2 separate regions of the Callithrix jacchus genome follow, and region 2 is linked to region 1. A link is a contact called in public Hi-C data. All regions are on one chromosome and are shown on one strand. The core of a region is the stretch at or near the end of the contact, and the rest is flanking DNA. Distances in the headings are between cores, read along the strand shown.

Region 1 (4,923 bases), core at 1,298-3,797:
ACAAAAGAATAAGCAAGTCTGCTTTCCAGGTCACCATTTGCAAGCATAGAGGAGGGTCCCCCCGGCCTCCATGCCAGTACCGAGCCACAGCGGGGTTCAGAAATGTTGTTGTTGCCTGTGAAAATGGCTTACCTGTCCACTTAGATGAGTCCATTTTCCGTCCGTAACCAGCGGGCCACTGGTCCAGTGCTGGCTCTACTGTCCTTGCCTTACATTTCTCCTCTGCACCCCACAACAGTGGTGGCAATATTCATTGCCAAGGGCCCAAAGAAAGAGCCACCTTGACCTTTCGTTTTCTGTTTGACAACATGTTTAATAAATAAAAATGTCTCTGAAATCAATAAGAATCAGAGTCTTCTCACTGATTCTGGGCATATTGATCTTTATCCCATTTTCTCTTCTTGGTTTCTCCCTGCAAGGACTGCATAGAATAGAAATGCCTTTTTCTTTTCTTTTCTTTTCTTTTTTTTTGAGATGGAGTCTCACTCTGTCGCCAGGCTGGAGTGCAATGGCACAATCTCAGCTCACCGCAACCTCCACCTCCTGGGTTCAAATGATTCTCCTGCCTCAGCCTCCTGAGTGGCTGGGATTACAGGTATGCACTGCCACACCTGGTTAATTTTTATATTTTTACTAGAGACAAGGTTTCACCGTGTTGGCCAGACTGGTCTTGAACGCCTGACCTGAGGTGATCCACCCACCTTGACTTCTCAAAGTGCTGGGATTACAAGCTTGAGCCACCATGCCTGGCCACCTTTTTCCTTATTAGTCAGTTTTTTACAAGTCATTAGGGAGGTAGACTTTACCTCTCTGTGAGGGAAAGAATGGTAAGTTGATGTACAGAGAGAGATGAAAAAAATCCAGGGCTCATAGTCACTAAGCAGAATTTTCAAGAGAGGCAAATTGTTTTTTTCTGTCAAATAGTAAACTAATATTACTTCTACAAATATGAGACCTTGGGGAGGAGTTTCTAAGGCCCGAGTACCCACATAGCAACAGATTATTATACTTTCTCTCTCTCTCTCTCTCTCTCTCTCTCTCTCTCTCTCTCTCTCTCACACACACACACACACACACACACACACATAATCCAGCATGAATACCAAAATTCATTCAGGGTAGCAAGAGATAATTTTGATGTTTGAATGGAATACTTCAGGCATAGTCTCTTGTCATGGTTATTTTATGTAAATTTCTAAAAACCAATTACATTAGTTTCTCTGTAATCTTTTACTTTATCAATTAATGTCAGGGAAGTGTGATGTTTTGGGGAAGTTATGAAAAGATTCTGGCTGGGCACGGTGGCTCACGCCTGTAATCCCAGCACTTTGGGAGGCCCAGGCAGGCAGATTGCCTGAGGTCAGGAGTTCGAGACCAGCCTGGCCAACATGGTGAAACCCTGTCTCTACTAAAAATACAAAAATTAGCCGGTGTGATGACAAGCACCTGTAATCCCAGCCACTCAGGAGGCGGAGGCAGGAGAATTGCTTGAACCCAGGAGGTAGAGGATTCAATGAGCCAAGATCATGCCATTGCACTTCAGTCTGGAGGACAAGAGCAAGACTTTGTATCAAAAAAAAGAGAGAGAGAGATGGAGAGTATTATGGCCAATAATGAAACCCCATCTCTACTAAAAATACAAAAATTAGTTGGATGTGGTGGTGTGTGCCTGTAGTCTTGCTACTCAGGAGGCTGAGGCAGGAGAATCACTTGAACCTGGGAGGCAGAGGTTGCAGTGAGCCAAGATCACACCCAGCCTGGTGACAGACGGAGACTTCATCTCAAAAAAACAATTCCAAGTTTACCCCTTATTCTCCTTCAAGATTTATTTTTAAGTAAACATAACTTAACACTCTCATTGTAAAACACACTGTTCAATCAGTGGTTAGCTTCCTGTTACCTAATTTCTGTCAATAAGTGCCTGGATATTTTATTTAGAAAGTGGTTGCCAATAAATTAGTTATAAATCACCAGTTTCACTGCCTTGTGAACACATAATTATTGTGATCTCATTATTCCCTGTGGTGGCCTCTCCTGCTCCCAATATTGCCCTGAAATGGGCCAAAAGCCCTGGCTTCCCAGGACTCAGGTTATAGAGCACGGTCCAGGTACCACCTCGGAAAGCCCAGCCTCACTGCAGGTATTTACACTTAGAAATGGGTTTGAGAAGTAGGTTGCTGGTGTGTTCTCAGCACGGGGATCTCTCTGGATTAGTCTATTTCAAAATGGAAAACACTGTCATTTCCTAAGAAAATAGAAAAAAGTATTCCAAACATCTCTTATTAGAAAATTACCATATTACAAAATCTCAAAAGCCTCTCAGAAAATGAGGAAGTCACAGTTTTTGGCAAACTATGTGGGCCCTTTTCTCGAATTTTCCAACCAGTACTAGCTCCTTGAGGTGAGACAAAGTTACTCAAGATCATTGCCCCCACTCAAGGCCTTCACAGGACAAGTCAAAGGCATGGACCATTATTATACTGATCACACCATAAGCTGCGAAAACTCACATCTTCTCCAAATGTCTGCCTGGAGCATTGTCACTGCATAGTCTGCTCTGGTGTTAAGGGAAATGGCTGCTTCATAGGAAATCACATGGCAGTGGGATGGGGGTGTTTCCTGACCTGCTGATGGTCCTGGCAGCTGGGTAAGCATTCCTAGTCCCTTTTGGTCTGGGCTTCTTGTTCTATCATAACCACAAGCTGTTTAAAATAAAATATCAAGTCACAGGCAGGTCATTTTATTGTAAGTAAATCATTTGAAGAATTGAAGTCCTGGTCAGCTGTGATTGTTGGCTTTGCAAGGAAAGAGAAGGAGAGCTCCAAAATGCCAAGTCCTTTGAAGGATAGTGACATGCAAGGAAGAAAATTCTATGCAATTTGGAGAGGAAAAAAGTCTCTAGGGATCTAGCAGCTGAGATATTTTATAGTTTAAAAACAGACTTCCAATTTATTGGGAACACAGCTCTACGAAATAAAAGGGGGTCAATAATATATACAACTCAGTGTAGCCATTCATTATTTTATCCAGATTGACAGAAGCAGAGGGAATCAAGAAAAATGGAAATAGTAATAAATTAATACAGTAATTGCCAACATTTGCTGAGCATGTGCCCTGTGCTCGGCCTTTTTATAGGACTTTACATTGACTTTCCCATTTATTCTTCATAGCATCCCTAAGAGGTGGGTATTATATGTCATTTTACTGATGATGAGATATGCTGAGAGAGATTAAGCAATTTTCTCATGGTCACAGCCTCAGTGTTTTAGACCACAATGTCAAAAGATGTTCTTATTGTGAGTCAGGGTGGTGCACTGGAGAAAGCATTTGGGGAAAATCCTGATCCAAAAGTATGTGTTGGGATGATGTGGAGATGATTCAATTTTCTCTTGTAGCTAGAGCTTTGCCATGCACCCCTTGGTATCTACATTGGCCTGCTGTCCTCAAATATTTTTCTATGTCTTGTTTACTTGGTTACTGTAGAAAAGCTGACATCCTGGGTTTGTTCTTGCATGAATAGGTAAGGTTTTCTCTGTAGCCACTTATCTTGCTAAACCATATTCTTGGTCACAAAGAATGAGGATAAGAGAAAGTAGATAAAACCATATAAACTGGAGGTGCCAATGGAAAAATAACCCAAAATATATTGATCTGCTGAAGCTATAATCCAAGTGCTAAGTATACCTTCAGAAGTTGTATGCATTGTTCTTGGGGCAAAGAGGAAATCAGTAAAACATCTGCCCTTCCTCCCACAACCTCTTTACTTCTTTCTCTTCCTAACACCATATCTCACATCTACAGCTGTAGGAACGCGAATATGACACAGAGCTTTATATCTCTCTGTGCAAAGGTAAAAGGTGGCTGTGGATATAGGAGGTGACATTTAAAAGAACAATAGCCATGTGTGATACTGCTTTCATTATCAGTAATCAAAAGATAGGCTTTCAGTAGAACAAAGTAAAGTACAGGTCCCTTGGAAGCCATTTCAGTCGTTCACACAATGCAATCCACCATTATGAAGCAGAATTTGAAATCACAAGACAATAGTACCCATATACATCAAACTAGGAGTTCAGCTGGGCCCAGTCCTTGGACTGCACATGTAGAGTTGGGCTGCCTGACTCTCAAAACATTGCCCTTGGTAATTTGGGTTGCTCACTTCCTACTGAATCAGGGGTGATTTTTCTGTGCTTTAGTGAATCAACCCTGCTTCACTGCAAGAGTCCAGCAGATTGACAATTCATGTCAGTTCCAGGAGTGACGGCCAGATGGCAGCATCTGGCTAGTCAGTTGGTAAGTGATTTCACCTCTAATCATGATTATACTCTGCTGCTGAGAAGTAGCAGTTCTGAACATAAATGTCTTTGACATCCTGCATATTTGGGGCATGGGATGAGTGAGCCAGTAGACGATAGTCTACACAAGGTGTAGAGTAAGATAGGCCTGGATTCCTTTCTTTAATCTGTCAGTGAAAGCAATGAATGTTCTGAAACTATATAACAATACTGTTTGTTGCTGCTCTGGATTTTTTTTAATGCTATAAAATATAGCCTTATTTTTCATTGCCAAGAGATGACAACACAGTGAGGCTGCAACCGAAGACAGACAGCTGCCGACAACTACTGACAAGACAGGAGGAACATCAAGAATAGATGCAAGACAAAGCAGTGTATCTCCGGGCCTGGGGTATTGATGTTACATACAAAAACAGCAAGGAGAAGATACAATCCAAGTTTTCTTTGGAGGATACTATGCTGTTTAAGCTTATTTTAAAAATATTTCTTAGCCTTTCTTATTAGTCAATTTCATAAGCCTGGGAAACACCTTTACTCTATCCATTTAATTGCATTTGTTCATTAGCTTACTTATTTCATTTATTAGTTCATTCAAACAGTAGCTGTTATCAACTGTCTTCTAAGTACT
Region 2 (4,925 bases), core at 1,779-4,278, 190 kb after region 1:
AAACTTAAACCTTTCCTCTCTTTTCCCTTTGACCTGAGGCAGTAGGGCCATGTTTATTTTGCTTTCACACAGTCCTAGGCAGCCTTCTATACAGCCCAGCATACTGGAGTTGAAGAGCAAACTAGGATAATTATAATGACAGGAAAACACAAGTGCAGAGGGAAGTTAAAATCCTGGCTTGAAAACATCTCACTCTAGGATAAGAAGTGGAAAGGAGGCCAAGCTAGGATTCAGATGAGCTAGCAGCCTCCCACCCAGCCTCCACTCAAGGGCTGGACTGACCTGTGCCGATACACATTGATACACAGTCTGCTTTAAAACATGGCTTTTATCTCCTGACATTCATGTTTCTGCAGCAGCAGGAGCATAATTCTCTATCCAGAAGTTCAGCCTGCAAAGCTTCAGACACCTTAACAAAGAAGTGAACAGCTGTTCCCCCAGCCAAGGCCTTGCTGAGGGCAAACCAGAAGAGCCAGAGGCCTGTGTGAACTTGTTCTCGATTCTCTTTTGCCACCTAGTGGCACATCTCATCTCCAGCATCACTTTTTCTTCTAAAGATTCTGACCCGCAACCCACAGCTGTGCTGTCCATCTACTGAGATAATGTCCTCCTGGCGTCAAAACAAACTCCCCATCCTCCTGACTCAGAATCACAAATTCTGGACCAGCCAGATAATCCTTTAAGCGAATAAGTTCTTTATTCATCTACTTAGAACCCTCCCAGGGTTCCCTATTGTGTTTGGAGTAAAAGTCACAGGCCTTCAAATGGTCTCTAAGTCTTCCCATGACCTGGTCTCTGGTCCCTCTGTGGACCTCTCAGTCACCTACTCCAGCCACACTGGACACACTGCTGTTCCTCCAGCACCTTAGGCATCTATCTGTTCTGGGACTTTTGCAGTGCTACTGTCTTCAGTGTGAACATTCTTCCTCCAGACAATCAAAGTTCACTCTTATCTTCAAGTCTCTGCCCCAGAGTCAGAGATTTCAATGATCTTGCATAAAATTACTGACCGTCAACCTGTCCTACTTTTTTCCTAGTAATTATCACTTTGAGCAAAGTATATATTTATTTTACTGTCTTTCTCCAGTGGAATGTAAGCTCCACAAAGGCAGAGATTTTTGTCTTTGTTGTTGTTTTGTTTGTTTTTTGAGACAGGGTCTCACTCTGTCATCCAGGCTGGAGTGCAGTAGTGCAATCATGGCTCACTGCAGACTTGATCTCCTGGGCTAAACCAATCCTCCCACCTCAGCCTCTGGAGTAGCTGGGACCACAGGCATGCACCACTATGCCTGGCTAATTTTTCAAATTTTTTGTAGAGACGAGGTTTTGTCACATTGCCCAGGCTGGTCTTGAAATGGTGACCTCAAGCAGTCCTTCTGCCCTGGCCTCCCAAAGTACTAGGATTACAGGTGTGGGCCACTGTACCTGACCATTTTTACCTTTTTTGTTCAGTAATTCTATCCCAAATACTTTGACACTTAGTAGGTGCTCGATAAATATTTGTTGACTATATAAATGAAGCATGTCTGAGATTCTGAGATTCTCTACTACTTACAGGTAAATTCTGAAAACAAAAATACTATTCACCTCAGTTTCACAGGCCTTCTCACCCACAGAGTGCGATGCTCTGCCTTGTGTCTCGGTTCTCCTGAGTGTCATATTCCAAGCTCACAGGAGCCCCCCAGAGTAGCACTGACCCAGACACTCCACGCAGTTGTAACCACCACAAGGAACAGGACATACAAGGTGAAGGAAGCACTAAGCCTGGGTGTCGAGAGCAGCAACACCAACTGCATTCTAAGCACAAACATTTGAGCAGTATCGAAGTTTTGCAATTTTCAATAAAGAGGGGAGGGAACAGGTGAAATTGAGAGGTATTGGCAGCCTTCTCCAAGTAAAGCCATGTGGCCTTGGTTGGTACCTGGAAATGGACAGGCCCAGAGGAATGAATCGCTGTAGAATGGCTTTGCTATTGGGGATCGTGCTGGGTATCACAACCATGATGCTTCACCAGCTTCCCTTGTGTCTATTCCATCTCCTCGGAAAGATAAGCAATATCTTCAGATGACAAGGAACCAGACAAAGCATCTTCCTAGGCTGTTCTACCTGTACCTCAAGTCAGAGAAGAAGCAACCCTTAAACCTGCAGTGACTGACTTTTCCCAGGATCCTGAGCCAGAGGTGCGTATGAGAGGACATAAATGACAACTCTTCCTGAAATTGATTTCAGTTGACACTGGGTCAGGTGCTTTATTAAAGAGTCATTAAAACCATGTGACCAGAGGACAAATATAGTCTTTGAATGTGACGATTCACGCTTCCTCATTGCTGAACATGTTTAGGCAGGTACAGGTGTCCTTAGGTATCCATGTATTTGGGACATGTAAGTGGAGAGGCATGAACCTGATTCATTTCCTGATCCAGTGATGCTCCCCAGCCCGCTCCCAAATAGAGGCAGCACAGCCCAGGCCAGCTCTTAAGGAGTTTAGGAGTGAGAAGAGACCCTCAGAGTTCTGACAGCCCAGCAGTGTGTGGATGCAGCCCCAGCCCACTGAGCAGGAGTCACAGCAAGAAGACCAAATGCACAGGTGAGGCTGCGGCAGGAGCAGGGGAGGAGTGAGGACAGAGAAGGAAGGATGGGTTCTGATCAGATGAGAGTACACTCAGGTGAGTGATAAAATGGATAAAGGAGGGAATAGATTTAGGGGAGATGAGAACACACATTGGGGAAAGGGGAGAGTGATGCTGGGGATGGAGGTGAAAAATGGAAAAGAATGGGAACACAGAGGAGATGGGAATGGGGATGGAGAGGGGATGAGACACAGACACAGGAACATGGGGACACAAAAGAGATGAGACTTGAGGGAAACGGGAGAGGACAGAGTGACAGGCAGCAGGGCCAGAATGAAGGGAGGAGAAATACAAGGTGAGAGATGTGGACACACAGAAGAAGAGGCAGAGGTGAGACACAAAGGGAAGAAAGGAGACAGGTGGGTAGGGAGATGGGTGATTAGCTCATATGAGCAGGTATAGGAGGACTAATTTCTCAACTGAACACTGTCACAGTGACCCCTGCCCTCTATTCTGACTGCTCCCCCTAAGAGAGATGGTACCGGCCAGAGCAGGATACTTCCCGCTTCTGCTGCTTCTGCTGCTGGGGCTGTGGGTGGCTGAGATCCCAGTCAGTGTCAAGCCCAAGGGCATGACCCCATCTCAGTGGTTTAACACTCAGCACGTGCAGCCCAGCCCTCAAGCGTGTGCCTCAGCCATGAGAAACATCAACAAGCACACAAAACGGTGCAAAGACCTCAACACCTTCCTGCACAAGCCCTTCTCCAGTGTGGCCGCCACCTGCCAGACCCCCAACATAACCTGCAAGAATGGCCATAAAAACTGCCACCAGAGCCATGGGCCCGTGTCCCTGACCATGTGTCGGCTCACCTCAGGGAAGTACCCGAACTGCAGGTACAAAGAGAAGCACCTGAACAAGTCTTACATAGTGGCCTGTGACCCTCGCCAGAAAAAGGACCCTCAGCAATTCCACCTGGTTCCTGTGCACTTGGACAGAGTCCTTTAGGTTTCCAGATCTCCTCACTCTTCGGCTGAGCCTCAGGTCCCTCTCCTGGGCTCTGCACCACTCCTCCTACACCCAGAGCATTCTCTTCCCCTCATCTCTTGGGACTCTGGTTCAGCCTATGCTGGGAGGCTGAAGCTGACACTCTGGTGACCTGAACTCTAGAGTCATGGCCTTTCATCTTTTCGTTGTGTTTTCCCAGATGCTTATCCCCAAGAAAGGGACTGAGCAAGCTCAGGGCTGTGGGTTCCCTGGTCTCTGCCTTTGCACATGTCTCCCTTGTCCTCTGGCATTATGGCAGCATGACAAGGAGAGGAAATACATGGAAAAGGGGCCTATGATTTGTGGATAGAGCTGCTTCTGTTCCTGAGCTAGAAGTCTTCCCCAGCTCTGACGTGGTAGTGAGGTGACCTGAAGCAAAGAAAAATATAAAGAAATTCCACTTCATATTTCTATAGTGCTTCCACGTGAACCCTCTAATCCCTTGTGACATAGATGTGACAGGGATTGTATGCCTTCTTTATGGATGAGGAAATTGAGATTTTAGAAAGCTTAATTAATTAAATAGCTCGTCTAATTAGGGAATAGCAGAACCTGGACTTGAACCTAGGTCTCCTCACTTAAATACAGCATACTTTCTACTCTACCAGTTGGGCAAGAAAGCAGATACTGTTACAGGGGCAAGAGGTGAACTAGCTAAGAGTTCACCCATGAAGAATGAGTGCTCTGAAGAGCCAGTTACTCTGTGTTGGCTGCAATAAAGCTCATTACCTCTCTAGCCAAGAGATTGTTTATGAGGTGCTCTGGCATCTTATTCATTCTCTCTCCTCTCTCTAACTGCCCCTCCCGCTTCTCTAGCCCACTGCTCTTCCAACCTAGGCCCTGGGCCTGGCTCTGGCTAGATTCCCTTGGCCTGAAGATATAAGGTAAAGGGAGTGTCTCAGCTTCAGCCCCCAGATCCAGGATCACATTTCCCTTGACCTTAAGGGACTTCCGTGGCCCTGAGCCTGCTTGTCACAAACAGGCTGGTGGGAGCTGCCAGAGCTTCCTTCCTCCTGATAATGATCTCCCCTGCCTCGTTGCTTCCCTGGCTCTCCACTCTGGCAGTCCTCCGAGGCCTGAGGGGTTGAGATGCGAAAATGCCATTTCCTTGTCCCCCTGGGCTACAGATACCATTTCTCTCTCTCTCTGGTGAGTGGAGCGGAGAAGGTTTGGCTTGATATTGGCCAGTCCTGACGGTCCCTCCAGCCTTACCTGACCAGCACCACCCCCTTCTTTCTTCCATCTTAGTCTCAAACAAGCATTGTGTCCTCCACCCTATTTCAAACCCAAATTTATTATAAGACATTCCT

What was found. Hi-C and Micro-C count contacts between places; a contact is called where the count stands out from the background.
Region 2: a contact with region 1 is called in a Hi-C map of skeletal muscle, with 5 times the contacts expected there. The contact joins the promoter of RNASE7 here to the enhancer-like site in region 1. A contact is called at or near these places in 2 of 3 Hi-C or Micro-C datasets (induced pluripotent stem cells and skeletal muscle).

The regions. Positions count from the first base shown.
Region 1 is chr8:55,359,029-55,363,951 of calJac240_pri, forward strand. All of the region lies in intron 1 of RNASE4 (ribonuclease A family member 4), which reads left to right. ANG (angiogenin) reads left to right here. Exons shown (of 2, transcript NM_001270922.1): 2 at 1-347. The coding sequence ends at 167. Among named protein-coding and RNA genes, the nearest start is that of RNASE4, 16 kb to the left of the region's middle. Within about 2 kb of position 2,548, at least 3 of the 16 cell types and tissues checked have an H3K27ac peak or open chromatin away from gene starts, as enhancers often do.
Region 2 is chr8:55,543,733-55,548,657 of calJac240_pri, forward strand. RNASE7 (ribonuclease A family member 7) reads left to right here and starts at 3,029. Exons shown (of 1, transcript XM_035259991.3): 1 at 3,029-4,356. The coding sequence starts at 3,106. The coding sequence ends at 3,576.